3 separate regions of the Mus musculus genome follow, and regions 2 and 3 are each linked to region 1. Evidence: chromatin contacts called from public HiChIP or PLAC-seq data. All regions are on one chromosome and are shown on one strand. The core of a region is the stretch at or near the end of the contact, and the rest is flanking DNA. Distances in the headings are between cores, read along the strand shown. Region 1 has its middle 60 kb from the start of Gm46687. Region 2 has its middle 69 kb from the start of Gm14635. Region 3 has its middle 110 kb from the start of Atp6ap2.

Region 1 (4,421 bases), core at 1,699-4,198:
CACCATTTTAACCAAATGACACTGATTCAGGGTAGCATGGGTATTCAACGGGAGCAGACAGGTTGCACCTGGCTTCTGACCACACTTCAATGATGAACACAAACACTTTGAAACTTGGGGGCTAGTAGAGGCAGCCTCCCCCTCTGTGAGAGTTAACACTACCTCTGCCCTCCTTAAGTAGATTGAAGAGGCTGGAAGTATTAAAGTGCTTTGCAAAGGCAGCTTGGCCCGTCCATTTCGCTGTGGTCAGGGTCTCTCCCACACATGGAAGGCACCAGAGCTTTGTTAATTAAGAAGTAGAACTAAGACCACCCCCCCCCCATCCCTGCAAGGCTATGGAAGATACAGTCAAGCCCAAAGCACGTTCAGACCAGGAATCCCCACCCCTTTCTTTTACATCACTTCGAATTAAGTTTCTGAAGAATGGGCGAATCTTTGGAATGCTCTAAGAAAAATTCACCATTAAAATTCGAGGTTAATGAGAACGAAAATAGTCCTTTAAAATGGATTAAACCACATTTTAAGACAAGAACCGGAAGAATATAAATTCAAAGTAGCTTCTTGGCCTTGTCCCCCTAATGTAGGTCTGGAGAGCAGATGCTGGTAGATAGCCCACCCACCACACACACACACACACACACACACACACACACACATACACACACACAATCTGGGACCGGGAAGTAGGACTTGACAGATTTGAACAGCAAGGTGATGTAGGTCTGCTGGGCGAAGACCAGGAAGCTAGGCAACGACTTGGCTTAAAATGAATATGAAAAGAAAGACTTAGGCCTGCTGGTGTTTCCTGGAGGCCTAGAACTACTCAGAATGGGGAGGTGAGGGGTGCTCTGTAATCTTCCCTGAAGGATTCAAGCAATCCTACTGGCCTGGGGTGGTGGCCAGGTGCAAAAGGGATAAAGGCCTAGGCAGAGCTTTAACCCAACCTCTCTAATTTGGCGCGGGGTGGGGTTAGAGGTGATGTAGTGGAGAGTCTCTGCTTGAGCTCCACGGGCCTCCCTCTCACTTCCTTGGCTACGCGCGGCCTCTGGCTAGGACTAACCAGCCTCCAGCTCACTGTCCTAAACCCTAAGCCCTTCCCGCCTGGATGCCCAAGCTGGATCCTCAGGCTTCCCCGTGCCTGGCAGCCTCGGCTCTTCCCCTTTGTGATTTAACCGAGGTTCAGAAAGCTTGTTTACCTCGGCAGCCTTGGGCGACTCGGTCTGCGGAAAAAGCCCCTAGGCCAGCGCCGACCAGTAGGGGGGGATTGTCTTATAGATTATTTTTCCTCCTGGTTTTTGTTTTGTTTTGTGTTTTTTAAACCAGAAGGCGAGGTTGGAGAGGGGGCGGGGTGGCGTGTTGCTGCTGTTTTCGAGAGCACTGTATTTGAAAGAGAAACAAAAGCCGTTTGGGAGGTAGCAAGGCTGTTTTTACATATAAAAAAAGTGCAATGAATACCTAGGGCCCCCAGCAGTGATAAACTAAACGCTCGGCGGATTTCGACTATTAGCAGTTAATCTGTTATCTGCGGTCACCAAACAAGTTCTAGGGCTCGGAGGATGCCGAATTCCTGTTCCAATTGAGCCGGGATCTGTTGGGCACATCCAATGCCCATAGTTTCTTCCAGTGCAAATCCAGTTTTGGAGAACTGGGTTTCCCAGATGGGGCACTGATTTGAGGTCTCATTAGACTCTCTTAGGCAGTCAAAGATCTGCTTGCATCGCCGCTCGAACTCACGTCCTGCCTGTGATTCAGAAGTGTGTTTAAAATGGTTACACACACACACACCCTTAGTTTCTCAGGCCTGTCAATTTTGCACGTAGTAGGCCTCCAAAAATATTAGCAATGTACGATAGAAACTAAAGTGAATCTCTGGGCCTGGAAGACAGACTGATACACAGCCTCGTCCTGGGAAGACTATTGGGGTGCCCAGATCTTCCCTTGGGCCGCTGCAGCCTGCGTTCATCTTCGGCCTCCGCGGGCCAGGGCGGGCGGGGTAGGCCAGAAGGCACTAAGCGCCTGGAGCCTGCACGATGATAAATATTGCGCAGACAGCCCATAAATAATTTGCATTATGTTCAGCTGACAACGCAGGGCGATTAATTTTAATAGCTACATATTTGCCTGGGCTGCTGCTTTCGTAGGCCCGGTAATGAAAGGCGAGAGGCCGCCCTGGCTCCGTGCTCATGGTCCCGGAAGGCAGCCGGGAGGAATGGGAAGAAGGCCCGATGCGGTTTCTCCTCCAGGCAGTCCCCAGGGATCCCGGGTTCCTGCCCCTCTCCCCCCCCCCCCACCCCGGCCCTCTCCTCAGTGTAGAAGTGGGGTGCGTGTGAAGCCCAAGTAACCCCGAGGCCTCAAGCAACAGGAGCCACCATAATGACGCTGCAATTTGTCTGGGTTGGGATAGCCACTTGTGGAAGGGAGATCCTGCGGGGGGCGGGGGGACATGCTCTCCACCCAGACCAAACCCCGAGTGAATTCAGGGGTGTAGGGGGTCACAGTCCGCTTTGGTCCTGGGGAAGTGCTGGTATTTTCCAATGCGCCTGCCTATTTGCCAGTAGATCTTTAGCTTGGCGAGGGCTTTGCCGACCTCAGGGCAGGAGCAAGGGGCAAAACAAAGCCGTGGGGTCCGCGTATCCTGACCTCTTTTTGGGTTCAGAGTCCTCTCTGCCCATCCCGCACCCGGAGGGAACCCCCACCCCCATATTACTGGCCGCAAAGGCCCATGGAAAGGATGGAAAGAAAGGGTCCCGAGCAGCTCTTTAAAAGAGGGGGCGGGGAGGAGAACGCGGTGAGCCAGGCCACAACAGGGCAGCCGCCGCAGTCCCGCGGTGGCCCGGTGCGTGCGTGTGCGTGTCGATGTGTGCGTGTCGATGACAAAGCCCCGCTGCCGTCAGCAAGCTCCCGGCTGCTCGAGCGTGGGTGGGGGAGGGGAAGAGAAAGTAGTAGGGGGTGGAACCCTCGCTCACGTAGGTAGCTGAAGCTTCTCTGGAGAAAGAGTTCATTCATGAGCCACAGGAGTCTCCCCGGCCCGGCCAGGTGGAGCTGGCTAAAGCTAGCACCTGTTTTATTTATTTGCCTTTTTGGAAACAAGCAAGTGCATCGATCATTACCATATTTTAATTGCCTTTCTCAAAGGTCATCTCTAATTATGGGTTACGAGAAGGGCTGGCTAAGGGGTCTGCAACCCCTGTGTGTGTGTGTGTGTGTGTGTGTGTGTGTGTGTCCTCTGAGACAATGCTCCTAGCTCAGATCGAAATGCCATTCCGAGGGTGTCCGCGAGCGCCTGCAAGACTGTCACGACGTGCTGGATCCACGCAGACCCTGCTGCGTGCACAATAAAAGCCGAGCAGGCGGCAGAGGGCCGTGCAGACCCACGGGTTTTCTTTTTAGAAACGGTGGTGCGAAGAGACTTGACAATAATAACACGCAGCAGGATTAAACCAGGGCGGGAAGAAGAAAATGCATTTTCGTTTCTAGGACTGAGAGGGTGTTTAACCCATCCGATCCCCCAAGAGCTTTTTTTATGCACACACAGAGACAGGTGCGGGACACACGGTGGCTTGGGACAACCTATTTTTCATATTAATCTCGTCCCTTCTTTAAGAATGGTTGTTCATTACAGTGTGAGCGAACGTTTGTAATGTTTATTCTTTTGTTTTATGGAAAATTATACCAGACTAGCTGAAAAGAAAAAAAACCGGTTGAGGTGAGGTTTTTTTTTTTTTTTTTCTTTTCAAAAGTGCGTTTTTAGGATGCTTCCTCCTCGCCCCCTTCATTTTAAATCATTTTCAGAAACTCTTGAGGCAAAAGGCTGTACTCAGAGGGAGCAGGGCAGAGGGGGTCTCAGGTTCTTGGGACAGGATTGAAGCGGGTAGAAATCAGGAAAGAGCTGTTGGGTAGAGGTGGGCACCCGCCACCCCAGCTTGGCTTTCTCAGAAGAGCCTGGCATTTGTGAGTCACCAGCCTGTTTCTGGGAATGCCGCTTGCTAGAGCCAGGGCCTGGGTCAGGCGTCTTGGAGAGTCGGAGGGTCTTGACTGCCTCTGCTTCCTGCCTGCCCCCACACCTGGCCTCCTGGCCTCACCAGCAGCCAGCTCTGCTGGGAGGAGGAAGGCAGAGCCAGATGACTGGTCCAAAGCCCCAGAGACCGCCTGGCTTTCTCCTCCCCTGTAATCATAACCAGATGCACTTAAACGCCTTTCATCAGAGGAAGCCCAAAGCCCTTTAACAGGCAGCAATGAAAACCTTGCAAGGGCCTCTCAGCATGTGTGCCGGGGGGCCCCTGAGCCCATTTCTCAACCAAGTCAGCCTGAGGTTGCCAGAGTCTAAGCTTTCTTCTCCTGTACCTCGGACCTCGGAGGCCTAATAAGTTACCCAATCAGGTCAGTTGGGGGGGGGGGTGAGGAGGCCAGGGCTGCTGTTA
Region 2 (4,591 bases), core at 1,497-3,996, 270 kb before region 1:
CTTTGAGGGGCCTAATTTCTGCCAGTCCTAATCTGCTTCCCTGTTTATCAGGAGCTATAGCCCTGCCTCTCTTCTGAGGAAGAGCGGAAAGGGTACAGACAGAAAGAGCTTACAAGCAGGTCAAACAGCAGTGACTCCAGGCACTGCCAAGTCAGAGACAAGGTTAGGGCGGGGCCAGAGCAGGTCAGTGTCCTGTGATCAGTCTCAGGTTCCAACGATCGCTCTGTGTGTCCATCAACATACTTATTCTAATGGAAAAGAACACAGCCTGTTTAGGATCCCAAAACATTCGTTCTTATGGGAACACAGTAACAGAAGACAACAATTCCTGTTAAAGCGGTGACACACAGGGATTGTGATGTCCCAGTAGAAGTCAGTAGATGTCACTGTCACAGAGCACTGACAGAGCAAGGTAAGGTGTGAGCGTTATTGCAGCTCACACTTCCAGAAGTCTTAGTCTACTATGGTAGGGAAGGCAAACTGGAATTCCAGGCAGCTGGAGCTTGTGGCCAGGGCCCTTCACATCTCCGAAGCAGACAGGCAGCAGAGAACTGCTAGAACCCAGAAACAGATTTAACATCAAGGCCCCATCCCTTGTGACCCACTGCTTCTGGCTAAGCCACAGTCCCATAGAATTCTAAACTCTTTCCAAACAGTGCCAGTAGCTGGGAATCAAGTGTTCAAATACATAATCGTGTGTGGATAGGGCTTTGATAGTCAAATCATAATAGTAGGGCTGACAAGATGGCTTGCTGTGTAAGAATGCTTTCTGCCAAGACTTTATGAGCCAAGTTCAAACTCCAGAACCCACAAGATGGAAGCTGACTTCTGCAAGTTGTCCTTTACCTTGCACACACATGCACCATAGCATGCCCCCACCTCACAAGTAAATGTTCTCTTTTAAAGCAAATCACTTTACTGTCTACCTTCTCCAAGTTATAAATAGCTTTATAACACCTGAGAACTCATCACATCCCCCTCTTTAAAGGGGGAATTGGAATGTGTGTGTGAAGGAGGAGGGGAGGCTGATGAGATGGCTCAGCCCTTAAGAGCACTGACTGAACTTGCAGAAGACCCAGGTCTGACCCCCCAGCACCCATGTGGTGGCTCACAAGCACCTGTAAGTTCAGTTTTAGGGACTCCAGTGCCCTCTTCTGATCTCCTTGGGCACCAGGCATGCAGGTGCAAAGATATACATGGAGGCAAAATATCCATACATATGAAAGTAACAACACAGAAAGAGGAGTGGGAGCCAGGCAAGGTGTTTCTGTGGACTTGCCATGAACACCTGGTAACCAAGTTCCATCTCTATAGCCCACATAAAGGTGGAAGAGGGGAAGCCATACCTCAGAGTTGTCCTCTGATCTCCACACACAGGCCATGGCACTTGTACACACACACACACACACACACACACACACACACACACACACACACACACACACACACAGAGAGAGAGAGAGAGAGAGAGAGAGAGAGAGAGAAAATAATAGTAATACTTATTATAATTTCTTTTTAAGAAAAATGAAATAATGTCTTTTACTAATAAACGGATTGTACTAGCTCTTTAGTTTATTAGTGGACACACTCACCTGTGTGCATGTGTGTTTGGGTGTTTATGTGCACGATGGTTTATATGACGAGCACAGTACATTACCATGATATATGTGTGAGTGTAAGGAGTGGTCCACAGGATGCATATAGAGGTTAGTGGACAACCTCCACTTTATCCATTGAGCCATCTCTTGAGCCCAGTCCTGTAACTTTGAACATACATGTAGGTTCTTGCACTCACTAGTTCAATCAGGACATGAAATGGTTAGCTGCACGATCCTGGAAATTCCTCTGTAATCAAGCACTTACCCCTTGATAGCTAGTAGCTCGTATCCACCCTCTGCCATTCTAGTGATGACTTTTCCAGAATGCCATGTAAGTGAGGTCATGCAGCATGTGGGCCACTGCAAACTGGCATCTGACCTCGATGCCATTGAGATCCACCTCAGGCGTGAGGATCTCCAGCTGGGCTGCATGGCTGGTGGCTCCTTCAGTCATGGAAGGATAGTTGGGGGCATGTATGGGAAAGTTGATGTGCACATCTGCAGGCAGATTTTGGTAGATCCCACATTTTTTTCCCACGGGTAAGACCTGGCTAGGTCATGTGAAAGTGGGGTGTGTCACTTTATAAGAAACTTCCAGGCTGTTCAGAGTGGTTGTGCTGTGTTTACATTTCTACCCACAATGCATGAAAGTTTCAGCTGTTTTATCTTCTCATCAACACTTATATGGTCTGTGGCTTTTTTTTTTTTTTAGTTAACAAATTCTGCTCTTTGACAATTTCGTGTGTGTGTGTGTGTGTGTGTGTGTGTGTGTGTGTGTGTGCGTGTAGTATTCTAGCTACTCTGGCATTTTTATGATTTTAAATTCACATTTCTTCGTTCATTCGTTTGTGCATTGGAAAGTGCACGGATCATGGCACCTGTTTGGTAGTGAGAGGACAATTGAGGGGCGTTAGCTCTCTCCTTTTAGCATGTGGTTCCAAGGGATCAAACTCAGGTCATGAGGTTTGGCAGCAAGAGCCTTTACCTGCTGAGACATCTCAGTGGCCCACACTGATGTATTTTGCTTTAGCCACTGTGACAGGTATGTGGTAAGTCCTCATGGCGCTGATGTTCTTTTCCCTAATGGCTCATGATGCTGAACATCTTTTCCTGTTGATTTGCCACCTGGCATCCTTCTTGACGAAGACTCTAAGTCTTTTGATCATTCTAGATTTGGCTGTTAGGTTTACTTTTGATCATTTTTAAGTGTGTGTGTGTGTGCACGTGAGTGAAGACACCCCTGGAGGTGCTTGAGGAGTTTTGTACCTCTGGAACAGTCACGTGATATCCAATCAAAAATGAAAGGGCTGGCTAATCTTTGTTGTCAAATTGACACACCCACGAAGAGAGGACCTCAACTGAAGAATAGTCTCTTTCAGCTAGCCCCATGGACATGCTCTTGATATCCAGTTATGATCTCCCAGATATGGGGAGAGTTACCAGCTCGCTCTGGGTAGTACCATCCTAGGTGAGCCTGAACTGTATATGAAAGTGATCTGCCAAGGAGCCATAGCTTCCTCTGTGGTTTTTGCCTCCGCTCCTGCTTGAGTTCCTGCTCCGACTTCCCCCAATGATGGGTTAGTGAGCTTGAAGTGGAAAAGTGTAAAAATAAGGTTCGTCTTTGAGTTATTTTTGGTCAGAGTGTTTGATTACAGTGGCCAAAGCAAAACTAAGAGAGAGGCCTTTGCTTCAGCTAAGGAAAGCTGGTGAAAATGTAGCCTTAGAAAACTGAGCACCTGCATCCAGAAAGATCCTTTCTCAGCAACCACCAATTGAGTCCGGACAGGAACTGGGAGAAGAAACCAGGAAACAAAGAAGAGCATGGAGAGAGAAGGCAAATCAAAGCATTGCGAGGAGAAGCTGATACCCCTTCGAGTTTGGGCTCCTCAAAGGAAAGAAGAAAGAAATGAAGGGCGTGGCTTATCATCCAGCTGGGAAAGGATGACAAGGAAACTTTGCACACGGTGGTGCCTTACATTAACCCTATGTCTGGGTCACCTAGTTAAATAGCCCAGAAATCCTAAGAAGTGGGGTCCCTTCTACAGAAACAGAACTCAAGACTTTAGGAGCTTGCCTGAGTCTTCCAATGAAGGACAAGACCTGGATTCCAGTGGTAAGATGTCTCTACCCATGATCTTTCTTCTGCAGTTGAGAGTACCCGCCAACACTCAGATCACACAATAGTGGAGCTGTTCGCTTAGGAGTGACTCCACTATCCATTTAAAGTGCCATAGTCCTGTTGACTTCCAGGATTCAGAAATAACCCGGATATTTGGGTCCATGAGTCCTCTTTCATACCTGTATCCCTTGAGGAAGGACCCTGGTGTATTCCAAAAAGCTATACTAGTCTATTGCTTGCTTCTCTAGAGAACCTTGACGAATACCAACACCATTTCATAGAAAGTGAAACTGATATCCAAGGTTCTTCTTTGAAAAGTTATGATTTGGCCCCAGGTGATGTGATTCCAAGTTATCCTGCCTAAATCACTAGATTCCTGCCTCCTGAGTCCTTATACTGCCTATATAGTAATGTAATTCCTAAGAGGACAGTGTGGGTGGAGGAGCTGAGGAGCTTGGACCCTGGGCCAAGCTACTAGTGTCTTCCTCCCGAACTACTAGGGCCACATCATGGGAGATAGATGAGAATTCTTGGGGGTGGGGTTACTCCACTCAGGATGCCTCTACGACTGGCAGACAGGACTTATCTGAATTTGGGTGGGGGAAGTGGATGTCTTCAGACTTATAACATCATCCCATACCATGGTTTTCAGGATTCCATTCCTTCCCCATTTTGGTCCTTATTTTAAAAGTAAACACTTTGGGGTGTGTGTTGGGGGCAGATGTTGAGCATTCTGCACTTTTGCGGGGATGAGCATTGAGCATACACTGCAATTTGGCCAGTCCAGGGAGAAAGGCCTTGATTGTATTTTCTGCAGTCTCAGCCCTATGGCTATAAGAGATAAGGGTCTCTGCCCCAATACACAGAGACACTT
Region 3 (4,307 bases), core at 392-2,891, 330 kb before region 1:
TCTTAACCGCTGAGTCATCTCTCCAGCCTGCCTGTTACTTTTCTAATGAGAGAGAAAGGGGGTGGATCTGGATGGGAGGGGGACGTGTGGGGAGAAACTCGGAGGAGAACTGCAATCAGGATATATTGTGTGAGGAAAAAAAATCTATTTTTAATAAAAGGGAAAATTAAAAAGTAGGTCTACCCACTTCAAATGATTTAATTAAGGAAAAAAAAATCCCTCACAGGTGTGCCCAGCCACTTGGGTTTTAGTTAATTCTAGATGTAGTCAGGCTGACAGCCAAGAATAGTCAAAGTATTCAACACAGGCCTGGTGACCTGAGTTTGCTCTCTGGAAGGAGAGAACAGACGCCACAAACTTGTCCTTTGACATCCACACTCATGCTGTGGCACACATGTACCTCCCACCCCTCTCATGAGCACTGATACCCACAATAATACTAAAAGGAATAGCAGACTATAAGGCCGACAGGACCAGAAGAAGACATCCAGTACTGACCTCTAGCTTCCACATACAGATACATATGTTGTGGAATTTCAGACCACGAAGGAAAGACCCCCCCCCCCAGACTCAATTCAGACTGTAATTAGCCAAATTTGTTAGAACTGCTAGCAGGGCTACAGCTCTATCAGATATGTTCCACCAAGAGGTGGGTGAAGAAAGGAATTTTAAAGGCCAAACTCACAAGAAGTCCTTGAATATCTGCCTTAGCAAGCTACACAAACTAAAAAGGAAACCAACCCAACCCAACCAACCAAACAGCAGTTAGTCATCATCACAGAGCAGATGACGACAGATGCACATTTCAGGGGTGGGTGGGCTCAGGGTTGCTGGGAACTTAATCTCTCAGGGACCCAAATCACAGATAAATGGTTATTTGGTACCAAGATGGATGCCTAGCACAAATGGAGTTCCCATGAGCTCTCTCTCTCTCTCTCTCTCTCTCTCTCTCACACACACACACACAGCACGTATGTGTGGCCCAACCCTGGTTGTATTTTCAGCACCACAAAGCAAAACAGTATGTAGATATGATCAATATGTTTGGGAAAATCTGAGGGACATAGGCTAACAGGACTTTGGCATAGTGTGGAGGAAATGTGTGTTTCACTGTGACCCCTTCTGCCTTCTTTGCACTGGAAAAAAAATACTGTATCTTTAGTCCAGCATGTGCACACCTGTAATGCCAGCAATTGGATGACTGAGTCAAGAGAATTACTGAAAGGCTAGCCTGGTCTACATAGTGAATACCTGACCAGTCAAAGCTATATAGGGAGACCATGCCAAAACCAAGAAAACAAAATGCAAATTCCCGTATGATGGAAGTAATTGAAAAGAAGCTTGTTTATCATCTTAAGTCTATTCTGCCTACGGTCATGAAGGCCCCAGCTTACAGCCTCTGCCTTTTGCCATGTGCTATGAAATTGGCACCGCAAAAGCTGGGGGCCCTGGGTGGCCTCAGAATGGCTCCTGCACCTGCGCTTCTGTAGCTTCTCCTTTCTCATTCTTGGAAGTGGAGGGTCGGGGCAGATGGGCTTTAATCTTCTCCCGGCCACCTGCAACTCCACTTCCTGCATAGAAACAGGCAGTCTTCTTGACAAGCGACTGCTCACTCCAGCAGGTGTGTTCAGATACAGTGGGTGAGCAGAGTGTAAAAGGTAGAGTGCTTTTCCTTGTCCCCTCTGCCCCCAAATCTGTGTCCAACTCTAAACTCTTAGTATATAGAAAAGTGACTTTATCTGAAGATAGGATCTTTATGGAAATCATCAAGCTAACATACGACTACTAGGGGCCAATATAGCCGGGGTCCTTGTGTTGAGGTTTGCTCTTTTGCTGTGTATTGTAATGCTAAATACTGGCCTATAAGATTTAGTTGCCTCAGGGATGAGGGAATTTTTATGTACACCAAGTAATGCTATGTAACCTTGTTTCTAAATTTAAAACTATTGGTTGAATAAAGATATCTACAGCCTATAGCTGGGCAGAAGAGAGGTAGGTAGAATTCCAGTTCCCAGGCTTGGGGTTTGAGGCAGGACCACAAAGGTGAAGAGGGAGAAGGCGGAGAGAGGAGAAGATGCAATGGGGTAAGGGATCATGAGAACTGGCTATGAGGGCAGCCCAGGAAGAATATGTGCCGTAATAGTGCCATTCCTTGGGCCAAGCATATTCAAACCACCACAACATGGCAAGTCATATCATGGGGTTATTGGCAGGGAAGTAGACATAATATCATAGAGAGTAGATATCTGCTCAGCTCTGGTGCTGATTAAGGATTATTATAAATATAAAAGTTTTTGCCCCAGACACTATTGCATATGCCAGCAAGATTTTGCTAAAGGGACCCTGGTATAGCTGTCTCATATGAGGCTATGCCAGTGCCTGGCAAATACAGAAGTGGATGCTCACAGTCAGCTATTGGATGGATCACAGGGCCCCCAATGGAGAAGCTAGAGAAAGTATCCAAGGAGCTGAAGGGATCTGCAATCCTATAGGAGGAACAACAATATAAACTAACCAGTATTCCCCAGAGCTCGTGTCTCTAGCTGCATATGTAGCAGAAGATGGCCTAGTCATCATTGGGAAGAGAGGCCCCTTGGTATTGCAAACTTTATATGCACAGGGAAATTGCCAGGGCCAAGAAGTGGGAGTGGGTGGGTACGGGAGCAAGGCAGGGGGAGGGTATAGGGAACTTTCAGGATAGCATTTGAAATGTATATAAAGAAAATATCTAATAATCATTTTTTAAAAGTTTTTGTCTTTTATCTGGGAACTGAATGATCAAAGGCGGGGTAGAACCCCCCCCCCCATTAATGTTAAATATTTACAACATTCTTGTATTTGTCTACATAGACAGACTTGTGTGAGAGATAGAGCATGAAGATGAGAGAAAGGAGATGTATCTACAAGCCTGTGGATGCTAGAGATGGTCAGAAAAATGAGGAGAAGCTGGTAGAAGGTGGGGAAACGAGTCTTCTTCCTCAAAAGGAACCTGCTCTGTTGCACCTTCAAGACTAGGAGGCCCAGACAGTAGGTGGTGAAAAAATCAGTCAGTAAGCCATCATTTTTTCCCAGTTTCTGCCACCACGGATTATTTGAGCCTTAAGCTTCGTATAAGTGAGATAGCATCTCAGGTACTTCTGTGCTTGTATTTTTTCCTCCATATTAACATATGTGGAAGTTCCATACTATTGTATTTAAAGGCAGTCTGCCCTTTCTGTGTATGTGTGTATATATGTGTGTGTTCACGTCCTTATGCATGTGCTTGTAGAGGCCAGAGGTTGACATTGGGTGTCTTCTTCAATTATTCTCCACCTTATTTGGGAACAAGGTCTCTCATGGAATCTGGGCCTCATCAATTGGGCTAGATTTGCTGGGTAGTGAGTCTGAGGTATCCTCCTCCTCCTCAGGCCTAGGCTTGCACTGCTGTGTGCCTTCCTTCCATGGGTGGTGGGATTAGAACTCATATCATCATGCTTAGTGGAAAACACCTTACCCACTTAGTCATCTCAAGTCAGTCTGTCTTTTTTGTGTGTGTGTCTGTGTGTAGCATAACGACAGCACAACTCATTTACCTATTCTATTCTTATGATTGTGGGATGCTCATATCAAAGTTGGATTAATGTGCATAGGACTGTGCTTGTTTTTGAGACCAAGTCTCACTCTATACCCTTGGCTGGCCTTTAACTTGTAGTAACCCTCCTGAGTGCTGGGTTTACAGCTGTGGACTAATATGCTTTGCTGTGAGTAGTGCCATAAAGGAGAACACTTCTCCTGTTTGGGGAGGAACACACATGTGCTCACTATGGGTATTTTTATCTAAGAGTGGGATTCCTTGAGCAGGTCACAGAGCTAGCCTCTGCTCTGGCTCCGTTGTTACTGCATCAGCCATACATCCATCAGTGGCCTGTACAGTTCCACTTACTCCACAAATTGATTAGAACTTAGTGTCCTCATTTGCACCTTACTGCACCTCAGGAGGGGCAGTGCTACCCACAATGCACTAGCTGGATGCTCAGTTGCTGAGCAACCTTTCCTATGCGTTCAGACATCTTTGGATTGCATTCATTTCCTTCATCCCTTCTCTTGCTTTTTTTCCCTTAAAGACCTTGCTATTCTTCTTCTTTAAAAGCCAGTGGTCCAAACACCCAGGCAGAGAGGCCTCCATGGAGGCCAGCATCCCCCTTGCCTGTGCTCTCTTATCATCTGGAAGGGCCGTGAATGTCACCAGCAGAACACAGATGGGCTCCAGCAGGGTGGCTGCAGGTGTGTAAGGAATGCAGTTTCTGTGCAGTGGCCTTGCCCAGTGT

What was found. HiChIP or PLAC-seq counts read pairs in DNA pulled down with a chosen protein or histone mark.
Region 2: an H3K27ac HiChIP or PLAC-seq map of DN3 thymocytes shows a contact between it and region 1, with 4 times the contacts expected there. The contact joins two enhancer-like sites. A contact is called at or near these places in 3 of 484 Hi-C or Micro-C datasets (cerebral cortex and cortical neurons) and 1 of 115 datasets of contacts at active chromatin or transcription factors (DN3 thymocytes).
Region 3: an H3K27ac HiChIP or PLAC-seq map of DN3 thymocytes shows a contact between it and region 1, with 5 times the contacts expected there. The contact joins two enhancer-like sites. A contact is called at or near these places in 2 of 115 datasets of contacts at active chromatin or transcription factors (DN3 thymocytes and embryonic stem cells).

The regions. Positions count from the first base shown.
Region 1 is chrX:12,150,353-12,154,773 of GRCm38.p6, reverse strand. It overlaps a transcript of Bcor not described here. Among named protein-coding and RNA genes, the nearest start is that of Gm46687, 60 kb to the right of the region's middle. Within about 2 kb of position 2,948, at least 84 of the 459 cell types and tissues checked have an H3K27ac peak or open chromatin away from gene starts, as enhancers often do. A contact at or near this core is called in DN3 thymocytes, where this site is marked.
Region 2 is chrX:12,421,351-12,425,941 of GRCm38.p6, reverse strand. No RefSeq gene overlaps it. Among named protein-coding and RNA genes, the nearest start is that of Gm14635, 69 kb to the right of the region's middle. Within about 2 kb of position 2,746, at least 3 of the 459 cell types and tissues checked have an H3K27ac peak or open chromatin away from gene starts, as enhancers often do. A contact at or near this core is called in DN3 thymocytes, where this site is marked.
Region 3 is chrX:12,476,630-12,480,936 of GRCm38.p6, reverse strand. No RefSeq gene overlaps it. Among named protein-coding and RNA genes, the nearest start is that of Atp6ap2, 110 kb to the left of the region's middle. Within about 2 kb of position 1,641, at least 14 of the 459 cell types and tissues checked have an H3K27ac peak or open chromatin away from gene starts, as enhancers often do. A contact at or near this core is called in DN3 thymocytes, where this site is marked.